2 separate regions of the Triticum aestivum genome follow, and region 1 is linked to region 2. A link is a contact called in public Hi-C data. All regions are on one chromosome and are shown on one strand. The core of a region is the stretch at or near the end of the contact, and the rest is flanking DNA. Distances in the headings are between cores, read along the strand shown.

The links. Hi-C and Micro-C count contacts between places; a contact is called where the count stands out from the background.
Region 1: a Hi-C map of leaf shows a contact between it and region 2, with 5 times the contacts expected there. The contact joins the promoter of LOC123063160 here to the promoter of LOC123063154 in region 2. A contact is called at or near these places in 2 of 5 Hi-C or Micro-C datasets (both in leaf).

The regions. Positions count from the first base shown.
Region 1 is chr3A:681,552,941-681,559,046 of IWGSC CS RefSeq v2.1, forward strand. LOC123063160 (delta(3,5)-Delta(2,4)-dienoyl-CoA isomerase, peroxisomal) reads left to right here and starts at 3,923. Exons shown (of 2, transcript XM_044486900.1): 1 at 3,923-4,742; 2 at 5,777-6,106. The coding sequence starts at 4,061. The coding sequence ends at 5,967. It overlaps LOC123063782 (U2 spliceosomal RNA), which reads right to left and starts at 3,461; the gene lies at 3,265-3,461. LOC123063158 reads left to right here. Exons shown (of 2, transcript XM_044486898.1): 2 at 287-625. The coding sequence ends at 345. LOC123063159 (probable glutathione S-transferase GSTU6) reads left to right here and starts at 773. Exons shown (of 1, transcript XM_044486899.1): 1 at 773-1,903. The coding sequence starts at 990. The coding sequence ends at 1,694.
Region 2 is chr3A:681,349,573-681,355,703 of IWGSC CS RefSeq v2.1, forward strand. LOC123063154 (ENHANCER OF AG-4 protein 2) reads right to left here and starts at 2,379. Exons shown (of 8, transcript XM_044486896.1): 1 at 2,056-2,379; 2 at 967-1,105; 3 at 264-511. The coding sequence starts at 1,042.

The DNA.
Region 1 (6,106 bases), core at 2,673-5,172, 200 kb after region 2:
GCCCAATACTGCCTCTTCTTGAAAATTTTTAGATTCAGAGCTTTAGAATTCATACAGTTCACTGTTATTAATTTTCTCCCTGTAGGTTTTGGTCTGGCAAGTTTTTATCTCAGTTATAGATGGTAGCCTGGGCTTGTTCTTTGTTTCTTCTCGAGCTCTGCCTTCTCTCTGTACTTTGTGTTGTGCTTGGTTTTTATTCGTTTGCAGATCTCTGGAGTTTGATGCTATATCGCGAAGCTGGAGTACATCAGTTTCTTATTTTGCAGGGTTTTCATCTTGGTTGCAGATGTATTTTGCTGTTTCTACAGGACCTTGACATGCTTGCTTCAAGAAAGATGGCAGTGAAGCAAAAGACAACAGCAATTCAGAGTTTCAGATTCAGAGTGTTCTTGTGCTAGAGTGTTCCTGTGCTAGTTCTGACCATGTTGATCATGGTGTAGTGGTCATTCCCTCTTTGCCTCATATAGGGTTTTTCTTCAGCTCTCTTTTCTAGATACTGCTGCTACTCCTCTCTACATCTTCAGCAGATCTATGTAATTCTTTTTGTACTTTCTCTACGAGCTGAATGAATTTGGCACTTCGGTGCCTTTGCTTGTTCAAAAAAAAAAAAACATCTTCGTAATCACTCTGAACATATTAAGCGCTTTATTGGCAAAGAAAACAAAAGCAAATTCGTCAAACACTGAAGCGTCACGTGTGACGCCAAGCGAGTCAACCTTCTTCCGGCGAGTGAGAGCCGACACTTGCAACGAGTCGGCTCTTCCGTGCAAGCATGCCGCGCACGCCAATGGCGACGCACATAATCACAGACCCGTGGCTCTAGCAGCTTCTCTACCACCAACTGGTCAGCCTAATTTCTGCCTCTATAAATTAACAAGAAGGACGACGAAGATACTCGTATTATCATACCCACTTGCAAATTCAGTTCAGAGCACCGTGGTCCTCTGGCAAATAGTTTAATCGCGAGAGGAAGAGATCGGTCGAAAACGATGGCCGGCGAAGGAGACGGCGTGAAGCTGCTGGGCACGGTGGTGAGCCCGTTCGCGGTCCGCGTGCGCATGGCGCTGCACCTCAAGGGCGTGAGCTACGAGGACCTGGAGCAGGACGTGTTCGACAAGGGCGACCTCCTCCTCGCCTCCAACCCAGTGCGCAAGAAGGTCCCCGTGCTCCTCCACGCCGGCAGGCCCGTCTGCGAGTCGCTAGCCATCGTCGAGTACGTCGACGAGGTCTGGGCCGGCGCGGCCCCGCTCCTCCCCGCCGACCCCCACGGCCGCGCCGTCGCGCGCTTCTGGGCCGCCTACGTCGACGACAGGTTGGTCACCGCGATGTTAGGCATCCTGCGCGCGACCACCGATGAGGAGCGGGCGGAGAGGCTCGACGCCGCGCTCGCGGCGGTCAGGCCCTTGGAGGACGCCTTTGCCGAGTGCTCTGGCGGCAAGGCCTTCTTCGCGGGCGACTCCGTCGGGTACCTCGACCTCGCGCTCGGGTGCCACCTCTTCTGGTTCGAGGCGCTGCGCGAGATGTTCGGCGTGATGATCATCGACGCCGGCAGGACTCCGCGCCTGGCCGCCTGGGCTGGAAGGTTCGCGGAGACGGAGACGGCCGAGAAGGCGGCGTCGCCCATCAAGAGCCTAGTGGACTACGCCGGGAAGTTGCGGGCTATCTGGGCTGCTATTGCCGCGGCTGCCAACTAATTTAAGTGGCTGGAAGTTGAAGAGCTTCTTGATTCGGCCGCCTCGAACTAGTGTAAACATAGGTAGATTTCATTTTTCTACAAACAGAGTTCACAATAAAATGGCCATTTGTTTTGATAAAGTTGTGGCTGAGCAACCCACTTATCTTGTTCATGGGTGTAGTACAACATTATATGATATCAGAACAAATGGAGAAAATTTCAAAAATACATTCTTTTTGCGGGAAAAGAATAAAATAATTAAGAGCCTTTAGAGTGAAAGTAACATAAACCCACAAGTTCAAGCGATTTGGAATACACGCAACTTCTGAGCTAGCAGTGGAAACATAATCCAAATTTGTTTGGTTAACCGTTGATGAGAAATCCGACAAACTAGGCCCATGTACCATTGACAAGATAGTGACTCACTAAATTTTGACTTAAGCCGACCATTGAGCTCAGCTAGCATGCTCCGTCTGTCCGAATTACTTGTCGCACAAATAGATGTGTTTAGATATATTTTAGTTCTAGATACGTTCATTATTATTCATTTCCGCGGCAAGTAATTCAGGACGAAGGGGGTATTATTTTCCATCCGTACTTGCCTCTTTCCGTCTCTAAATTCCCCTTGATATGATCGAGCCAACAAAGAGGTGGCAGCTATAGTTGGTGACTTTGTCGGCGATGTGTGATATGAGTGGTGGTGTCGGGGAAGAGCACACACTCTCCCATCCCCCTTTCCCCCAATAAAAAATTAAGCCATTTTCTTTGTCAAGGGAATCGTCCCTCTGTAACGTGCATCGTCACCCCGGTGTCCTTCCTCCTCCTCGAGTGGAGTGCCACCGCTACTGGTCCCCCCCTCCTCCTCCCCCAATCGGTTCGAAAGGGCTATACCATTGATTCAATACACTGTTTAGTGTGCCATAAGTTTCAAAATAAACCTTTTGGTTCGACTCTTATTACGTAATATTTCTATGCCGACGCAGTGCAAAACTGGGACAAAGAAAACACACAATGTACTCCATGCATGAACCTTTACTCTCCAAACAGTTTTCACGCCCGAGAAGGTCTACTCAAATGTAGTTACTACCTTCGTCTCAAGAAAAAGCCTATAATAACGTCTTATATTTTGAAAAATGAAGACAATAAGTTCGTAGCGAATACTCCAACATTAATCTGTCCTCATTGCACTGCGTGAAGGCTTCATGGATTGCGAGGCAATTTTCATTCATCAATTTTGTGGATAAAAATATAGGCGGAAAACAGATGTGACTTCAGTTGTTATATACACCACTCAGTTTTAGGAATCAGCCTATCAACCCAAACTGATCACCCGCAAAAAAAAAAAAAACTGATGACAGGGCAAAGGAACCTTATCAAATATACCAACCGCATACTCCACACCATCCCGTGCTTCTCCCAGGAGCACCACCACCTGCATGTTTCTCGACTCAGGCTGTGGTGACCAAACCTGGAAGACGCGCACGAGCAGATCAACACGGCGCTGAGGGAGAGCAAGCCGCGCCTGCATGTCAGCAGCTTCAATCAACACTGAATTAAAGCTGCATTACATAAATTTTTAATTAATTTGGTTGGGGTGCGCCTGCCCAGGCAATAATGCAACGCACTGGGCAACACCTGAGGGTCCCAATGGCAAACCATTATGATGGACCCTCTTCCATAAAAAATAAATTTAATATCATTGTAGACACATGGCCCACATATCAGATATTAAACTGATAAGAACAGATACTACACTCGATCTTAGCCAAAAGGCCGAGAAAGGTATGCTTCAACCCGCCGGCCACCCCTGCTCTTTATAGCCTCGCAGCGCCCCGCCTCCCCCTCGCCAAGCGATGTGGGTCATGGGCTCGCCAATCCCCTCGCATGGGCCGTAAAGATCCTGAAGCGAGCCTTTCTTTCCTTGAGACGCACAGGTGGGCCTTCGTCCCGTCTCGCTCGGCACCGGTGGGTCATGGTTTTCTAAAGGAAAAAAAAAGACACTAGTGGGTCATGGGTCCCGGTGGCAGTCAGTAAAGTATGCTTCATTTTTTACTTTTACCAGCTGATGAAAACTCATGGAAAATCGCTGTGAAAAGAACAAGACTGAGGCTGGATTGTACTGCGGCCGGGCCGAGGCAGCATCGTTAGGAGCTTTCGACAGGTTAGTTTTTTCTGATGATTTCCGAGCTGCTTATCTTATCTAGCAATCTCGTTGCGTCCGCACAAGAAAAACAAGAGAGGATTAGCTTCGGTATTTACCACTATGATGATGGCTTCCTTCCTTCCTTCATATTAGCAGCAGCAGCAGCAGTCAACAGAGCAGCACAGGCGGCTAGAGTTTAATCCCCACACGGCACACGCCACGCACACGGCGGAGGAGCTCAGATGGCCAGCGGCGGCGCGTCGGACGCGGAGGCGGAGCTGCGGCGGGGCTTCAAGGCCCTGGCCGTGACGCGGCCGGACCCGGCGGCCGCGGTCTACGAGGTGCGCCTCAGCCGCCCCGCGCAGCGCAACGCGCTCAGCCCGGACTCCTTCGCGGAGATCCCGCGCGCCATGGCGCTGCTCGACCGCGTCCCCGCCGCGCGCGCCGTCGTGCTCTCCGCCGCGGGCCCCCACTTCTGCGCGGGCATCGAGCTCGGCGGGCCCGGGAACCCGCTCACCGCGCCCTTCAGCCGGGGCGCCGACCCCGCGGCCGCGGCCGAGGGGCTCCGCCGCGCCATCCTCGGCATGCAGGCCGCGCTCACCGCCGTCGAGCTGTGCCGGAAGCCCGTCATCGCGGCCGTGCACGGCGCCTGCGTCGGCGGCGGCGTCGACCTCGTCGCCGCCTGCGACATACGCTACTGCTCAAAGGACGCCACGTTCGTGCTCAAGGAGGTGGACATGGCCATCGTTGCCGACCTCGGCGCGCTCCAGCGCCTGCCGCGGATCGTCGGCTACGGGAACGCCGCAGACCTAGCCCTCACGGGCCGCAGGATCACCGCCGCGGAGGCCAAGGAGATGGGGCTGGTCAGCAGGGTGTTCGATTCCAAGCAGGAGCTGGATGCTGGTGTTGCGAAGATCGCCAAAGGTATAATTTCTCTCTGCTGTTCTTTCTTTGCCTCTGTACTCTGCCAAAATGTTTAACATGAATTGTGCAATTCCAAGTTCAAACTAATAAAGGATGTCACCTGGAATTTCACAACCTACAAAACAGTCCTTGTTTGGAGTTGAGAACTTGAGATGTCATGACATCATTATGTAGGTCATGTCGGCAACAAAATGAACAAGGGTGTCTCTCTTGGGTATCTGTGTATATGTTGTTGATAAACTTATTTATACTCTGATTGCAGTTGATCTAACTGGAATCGGTAGATCCATTTGGCTGGATAATATTTGATTTTATGTTAGTCAGAACCTGTTGATTCTGGAAAAATTGAGGTTAAACTTCATGTTAGTAACATTAACAGCACGCATGAATTGTGTCTTTAAATACAATTGGTTGGTGGCCTTCTGTTATTTTAGCATAGTATCTCTAGTTCAGCTTAAACTTTTCACAGGCTTTCTAGAATTCCAACTCACCCAGCTTTCCTAAAGATCCATCTATATTCTCATTTCCTGGTTTTTGTGCATTTGCTATAGTGTGCTTGGTGTCCTATAAGTGCAGGGTTAAATGTTTCTCTTACTACATTAAGCAGCAAAATCCACCACTCTCTTGATTGGCTGCAGAGGCGCTGTGCTCCATTTCCCAACATCATGAGAAGTGTACTGGAAAGTTTGGGTCATATAGTTAGTGTTGTTAGTTTGAAGTCAGATGCACTTGAATCAATCAAATGAAGCATTGTATAATGGTTAAAAAGGGTTCACAATTCACTAGTGTCGCCCCTCTATCGAGCCAGAAGCAAGTTGGATTTGTTCATCCAAGTTGTAAGTAGATGCACATATGTAGGTCTGACTGTTCCATGTTCATAGGGTGTTACCATAATTCAGATTCATGCACAAGACGTCCCTGTGCAAACCAGTTTCTTGTTAACTATGCCTACCACTTTTTCTCCATCAACTATGTAACTCAACAAGCTGCGACCTATGATGGACCAAGAGACATTTTTTTTTTCATTGTTTCAGAAATATCAGAGAAGTCGGCAAACGCAGTGATGGGAACGAAGGCAGTTCTACTGAGAAGCAGAGATATCACAGTAGAGCAGGGCCTGGAGCATGTAGCGACTTGGAACTCTGGAATGCTGAGATCTAATGACCTGATGGAGGCCATCAAAGCTTTCATGGAGAAGCGGAAGCCTGTTTTCTCTAAGCTCTGATGATCTTCATCATGGGCGAAAATTTATATGTGAACCCTAGCCACCTGAGAATGAAAGTGAGATGGTAGAATGTAGACAAGAAATAGTACAATCTATGAATTTGGAAAACAAGTGCTCTTGTTATCTGTATCTTGTATGC
Region 2 (6,131 bases), core at 1,129-3,628:
TTGGGACAGAGGGAGTATCATATACTAGCACATCATTTAACATGATATGGTATCATAGCTTGGTATTATAGTGACCTTGTTTATTGCCATGCATGACACATACTAGTACATCACTTAATATGATATGGTATCATAGTAATAGATGTGAGCTTTTAAGTGCTTCTGTATATAACCATCAATAAGTTTCACCTATCAGCCTTGCCCTAAAAGACACACGCCAACTACAATATGAGATAATAAAAACATGAGTAAGTTTCACGTACCAGTCTTTTTACAACATTTCGTCCAAAATCATCACCGTTGGTGAACAGGTCATCTAAGGCAGCAGCGATGACCTTCAAGAACTCATGTATATATCTCATGCCATCCTTCTTACTATTCTGCATAATATCATTTGCAAGGTACAGCAAAGATATCTTTCTCTCTTGAGGAGCTGAGTGAAAATCTTTATTCCATATGTCAACAACTTCCTGGCAACAACGATGATGGAAGATGCACCAGTGCGATAAAGCTTTTTTTGTTAAGCATAACAGTAGATTTGAGCAAAATTTTCAAGCTGTGCAGTGAGCTAATAATTGCATAGACACATCTTGAGCAAAATATTTCTATTCGTACACAGCTCAGGAAGTCATCAGTTCAATGCAAAAGGTCTACTGCCACAGTGATCTGAAATGCTAAAAGTAACAACTAACAACGCAGTCAATACTAACATTTTCCATAAGCTGTCTTCTCTGACTTTTTGCTTCCCAAACTATAGAAGCCAATGAGTTGAATGAACAAGTCAACTGACAAAGTATGATGAAAATGATTAATCTGTGCTGTTTGTGTGTTGTGCCAAGAGCAACTAGAGAAATGTAAAAACTGAACTCAGCCTCTTCTGTGCGAAACTCTAGTTGGGCCACATTTACACTAAAGCACATGCAGAAAAGAAACCTCTAAGTTAATGCTGGCTGAAAGTAAGGATACTCTCTATACTCTGTTGTGCAATATTAAGCTTCGAAAGCTTCTGCGCAAAGATCTCTGCGCTGAATCCTGTGCTCATCTTATGTAACCTGGCTTGTTCTATGAGAAACTCCCAAATGGCATAGCAAATGCAAATGCAAATCTGCAAAACAAACAAGAACATTAGGAAAATTAGTGACCCTTATTAAGCAATATATTAAAAATCTACAAATTATAAGTGATGTGTGCCAATGATAAAAGCAGGACACACATTCCTTCCCCTTATACATAATTTGCTTTTAAGCCATAAATACAGTCCATAAAAAAAGATAAATTAGCATGGAAAAATTGTGCTGTGAAGTCTTTGGGGGACACCCACTTCCAAATGATACAGCAGATAAACAGAAATATTTTTAATATCTTCTGTCGCAAACTATATCACGAGGTAACAAATAATGGAGTCCATATAAGTTATCTGCGACGGTACCAGTGCACAGCAAGGCAGGTTCTAAGCATCCATGCAACAAGTAAAAGGGAAAGGAAAACAAAATTCCACATATATCTTCTTTAAAGCTCCTGATTATCTCACCAAACCAGCATTGATTGCTCAAACACATACAGAGACTCTCCAAAGAGTGTCGGGGTAAAATGTGGTCTTTGCCAGATCACACTCCCAATCCCCAATATGACACAGAACTAGGTAGGTATGGCCGTAAAGAAAAAGCTGCAGCTTTCTCGTTGGGATGGAAATCGGCAGCAGCAGCAGCAAAAGGCTGTCACTAGACTACACTAGCGCACCGACAAGCAGAAAAGAAAAACCCCATCTTCGTTGCTCTAAATCAGCACATACACCATTCACGAACCGCTGCAAAACTAGAGAAAAGAAGAAAAGAGGAGCCCTTCGGGATCCCGGCGGCCTCCGCAACACCAATCGAATGGGGAAATTCCCCGAGCGAAGACCACCCAGGGAGGCGGAGGCGCCGCCCCCTGCCGGCAGCAAACCAAGCAGCACCGCCTATAGCAGAGCAACAGCCCAAAGCAACCGCGGCACCACAGAGCATCACAGAGGGGTGGAGAGAGCGGGAGGGGGGCAGGGGCGGCGGGGAGTAGCACCTGACCTTGCTGGGATTCGGGTCAGCGCATCGAGCGGGGCGGGGGAGGGGGAATTCTAGGGTTTACTAGCTCGAGATTCAGGGGAGGGGGGAGGGGATGGGTGTGTGGGAGACTCGGAGGAGACTGGAGCGTGGAAGGGGAGGGGGAAATTTTTGGCCTTTTGGGAGGGAGAGGCGTCCGTTGCTGGTCGCGGGCCGCGGCGGTGGGCGGGGGAGGCGCTGTGGCTGGGACGGACGGCTGCAGTGACGCGAGAGAAAGGGCGGGCGTGGCTCGTCCCGTGCCGGCGGCGACGCCACGAGGGGCTCGCGGAGGGTGGGCGCGGGGCGGCGGGGTCCGCGTGCCAGGGAGGGCGAGGGGGCTGCTGAAACTGAACGGTAGACGGCCCCCGGTCTCGGTGCCGGGCTGCTGCTGACCTGTGCCGGGCTGTGCTGTGCTGTCTTTCGGCGTTTTTCTCAACTTTTGAGACTTGCCCTGGGCCGGCCGTGTGATCGTTGCGGGAAAGTGGGGTCCACAAGTCAGTGAGTTTAGGCCAACTCCAACACACAACCCCATGGCATTTGTCCGTTTAGGTCAAACCGGACGGATGGCTCAGCCCAACGCGCGGCCGCATCCGCATTTTATGGGCATTTTCTATTTGACATTTATGCGCCCGTTTGCAAAACCGGCGCTTCTGTGCGCAACCAGGAGTCGAACTCCCGATCTCTGCCTGAGTCTCGAACGACAGAACCACTACGCTATCCAGAAACAGCTGACACATTACTTGTTTTTTTTATTGTTCTATAGTCACAGGAATTCTTTGGTTTTGGGAAGCTTCTGGAAGCTTCCCAAACAGGGTTTTTTTTCCGGTTCGTTGTCATTTACGGGTCTGTTTTTATTTGATCTTTCTATTTTTTTTCCTTTTTGATTAAATACGTGTTTTTTAAATCTTTTTTCAAATTTATGATTTTTCATTTTGCGTTTTCATAAAATATATAAAATAATCGATGAACTTTTTTCAAATTTGAGGAACTTTTTTTTCTAAATTGATGAACTTTTTTTTCTAAATTGATGAACTTTTTTTTTCAAATTTCATGAACTTTTTTTATATTTCAGTGAACTCTTTTACAAATTTGATGAACTTTTTTTAAGTTTGATAAACTTTTTTCAAAATTGATGAACTTTTTTTAAATGTGATGGACTTTTTTTTAAATCCAATGAACTTTTTTCAAGGCCGATTAAATTTTTCTCAAATTTATGAATTTTTTTCAAATCCAATGAACTTTTTTCAGATTTATGAACTTTTTTCAAATTTCATCAAATTTGATAAAAGTTTATTGAAAAATGAAAAACAATCCATCGGTTTGATAAGAGTTCACGTATATGAAAATAATTCATCATATATGGAAGAAAAAAATAAAAATAAAAAATGGAAAAAGGAAACAAGAAAAGAGGGAAACGATGTAAGCTAACACATGTGTCTAAGTGGCTGACTGGTTAGCGTGTTTTTCCCTGGAACAGGAGGTCGCTGGTACGATCCTTCTCTGGCGCACCATTTTGGTTGCGTCTCCGTTTTGGGCCGGCCCATAAGCGCGGCAGCGTGGGCGTTGGAACATGTGTCTAAGTGGCTGACTGGTTAGCGTGTTTTTCCCTGGAACAGGAGGTCGCTGGTACGATCCTTCTCTGGCGCACCATTTTGGTTGCGTCTCCGTTTTGGGCCGGCCCATAAGCGCGGCAGCGTGGGCGTTGGAACTCGGCTGACTATGACTCCCCATTTTATGTCCGCTTGACGTCCGGCCCGCCTCTTTTTTGACGCAAACATGCGCCTAGTTTGCGTCCACACGGACGATGAACGAACGGGGACGCGTGGCGGCCCACCACCTACTTTCACCGTCCAAAATTAATGCGGGTCCCGACTGTCATTCACACGGGCGGGGGCGTCGTCCTTCTTAATGTGGAAGCCGTGGACCGGCCAGTCTACATCTTTCACTTCCTAGTCGGCCTGCCTCCTCGAGCCCCAACACGAGCAAACACTAGCCACTGTCATCGCACCCCCACTCGCCCACCTACCCCGGCGCCGTGGGCTGGCATTAGATCAGCAGGGGGAAGCACAGCCACGAGGTCGGCTCCTCCTCTGGCCGACGCCGCTCTAGCAGGTCCGCGCCGCCCCGCACCACCTGCTTCGCCAGCTTTCGAAGCCGCACCGCCGGCGGTCGGGCATCGTGACAGGTCGTACATCCACGTCAATGTCTGCCAACGTTACTGGGAGACGACGATGCTATTGTCGCGGGGAGATATCCACCTGACAAACAACTGGCATCTCTCCACCGACCGCGTGTCGATCCCTCCAGTGCCCGTGAACGGCCGCGGCCACCGCATGGAGATCAACCGACGCCATGCCTGCCTGCCACCAGATCTGCTGGAGGACCCCAGGTACGTCATAGATTCGCCGATGTGGGATACGTGGCTCCGCGACGAGCACGACCTGCGGTGGCAATCTTTTTTTGTCGGTCGTCCTCCTAGCCTACGCCGCCCGCGTCCTCCTCGTGCTGACAGCCCTCCCCAAACACGAGGTCGTCGACATGTGCGCGGCATCATGCCGACACCTTCTCCGTCCCCGTCCCCGCCACCGCACATGACCTAGGAGGAGGAGGGCCGCCTCATGAGGCGGGCCATGGAGGACTCCATGGCCACCCATGATGAGCGGTGATGGGATGGCCTAGAGACCGCGCTGGCCCTCTCTGCGGCCAGCGATGTAACCATGTCGGAGCTGGATCTCGACGTCAAGGAGGAGGTGCAGGAGGAGGAGTGATATGTCTCCGTCGTATCTACTTTTCCTAACGCTTTTCCTCTTGTCTTGGACTCTAATTTGCATTATTTGAATGAAACTAACCCGGACTGATGTTGTTTTTAGCAGAACTACCATGGTGTTGTTTTTGTGCAGAAATAAAAGTTCTCGGATTGGAACGAAACTTTGCGAGGATTTTTATTCAATAAAAGATAATTTCTGGAGCCAAAAACCACCGGAGGGGGCACCTGGGTGGTCACAACCCACCAGGGCATGCCCCCCCTCCAGGCGCGCCTAGGTGGGTTGTCCCCACCTAGTGGCCCCGCAGACCCTGAAGCCAGCGCTATGAAATCACATATTTCCAGAAAAAAAATGAGGGAGGAAGAATTATCACGTTTCACGAGACGGAGCCGCAGTCACCTCCTGTTCTTCATCAGGAGGCTAGATCTGGAGTCTGTTTGGGGCTCCGGAGAGGGGAATCTTTGGTCTTCGTCATCACCAATTCGCCTCCATCACCAATTCCATGATGCTCTCCACCAGGAGTGAGTAATTCCTTCATAGGCTCGCTGGTCGGTGAGGAGTTGGATGAGACTCATCATGTAATCGAGTTAGTTTTGTTAGGGCTTGATCCCTAGTATCCACTATGTTCTGAGATTGATGTTGCTATGACTTTGCCATGCTTAATGCTTGTCACATTGGGCCCGGGTGCCGTGATTTCAGATCTGAACCGTTTATGTTATCACCATTATATCCATGTTCTAGATCCGATCTTGCAAGTTATAGTCACCTACTACGTGTTATGATCCGGCAACCCCGGAGTGACAATAGTCGGGACACTTCCCGATGAAGACCGTAGTTTGAGGAGTTCATGTATTCGTCGTGTGTTAATGCTTTGTTCCAGTTCTCTATTAAAAGGAGGTCTTAATATCTCTTAGTTTCCAATAGGACCCCGCTGCCATGGTAGGGTAGGATAAAATATGTCATGCAAGTTCTTTCCATAAGCACGTATGCCTATTTACGGAATACATGCCTACATTATATTTATGAACTGGAGCTAGTGTCGTATCGCCGTAGGTTATGACTCTTATAAGATGAATATCATCCAACAAATCGCCAATTCAATGCCTACAATTTTCCTACATATTGATCTTGCTAAGTTACTACTGCTGCTGTTACTATTGTCACTGCTACAAAACTATTACTATCACTGTTACAGTTATTGTTGATGCTACCACTACTATCAAAGCTATCATATTACTGTGCTACTGATCACTTTGCTGCAGATAATTAACCTCCAGGTGTGATTGAATTG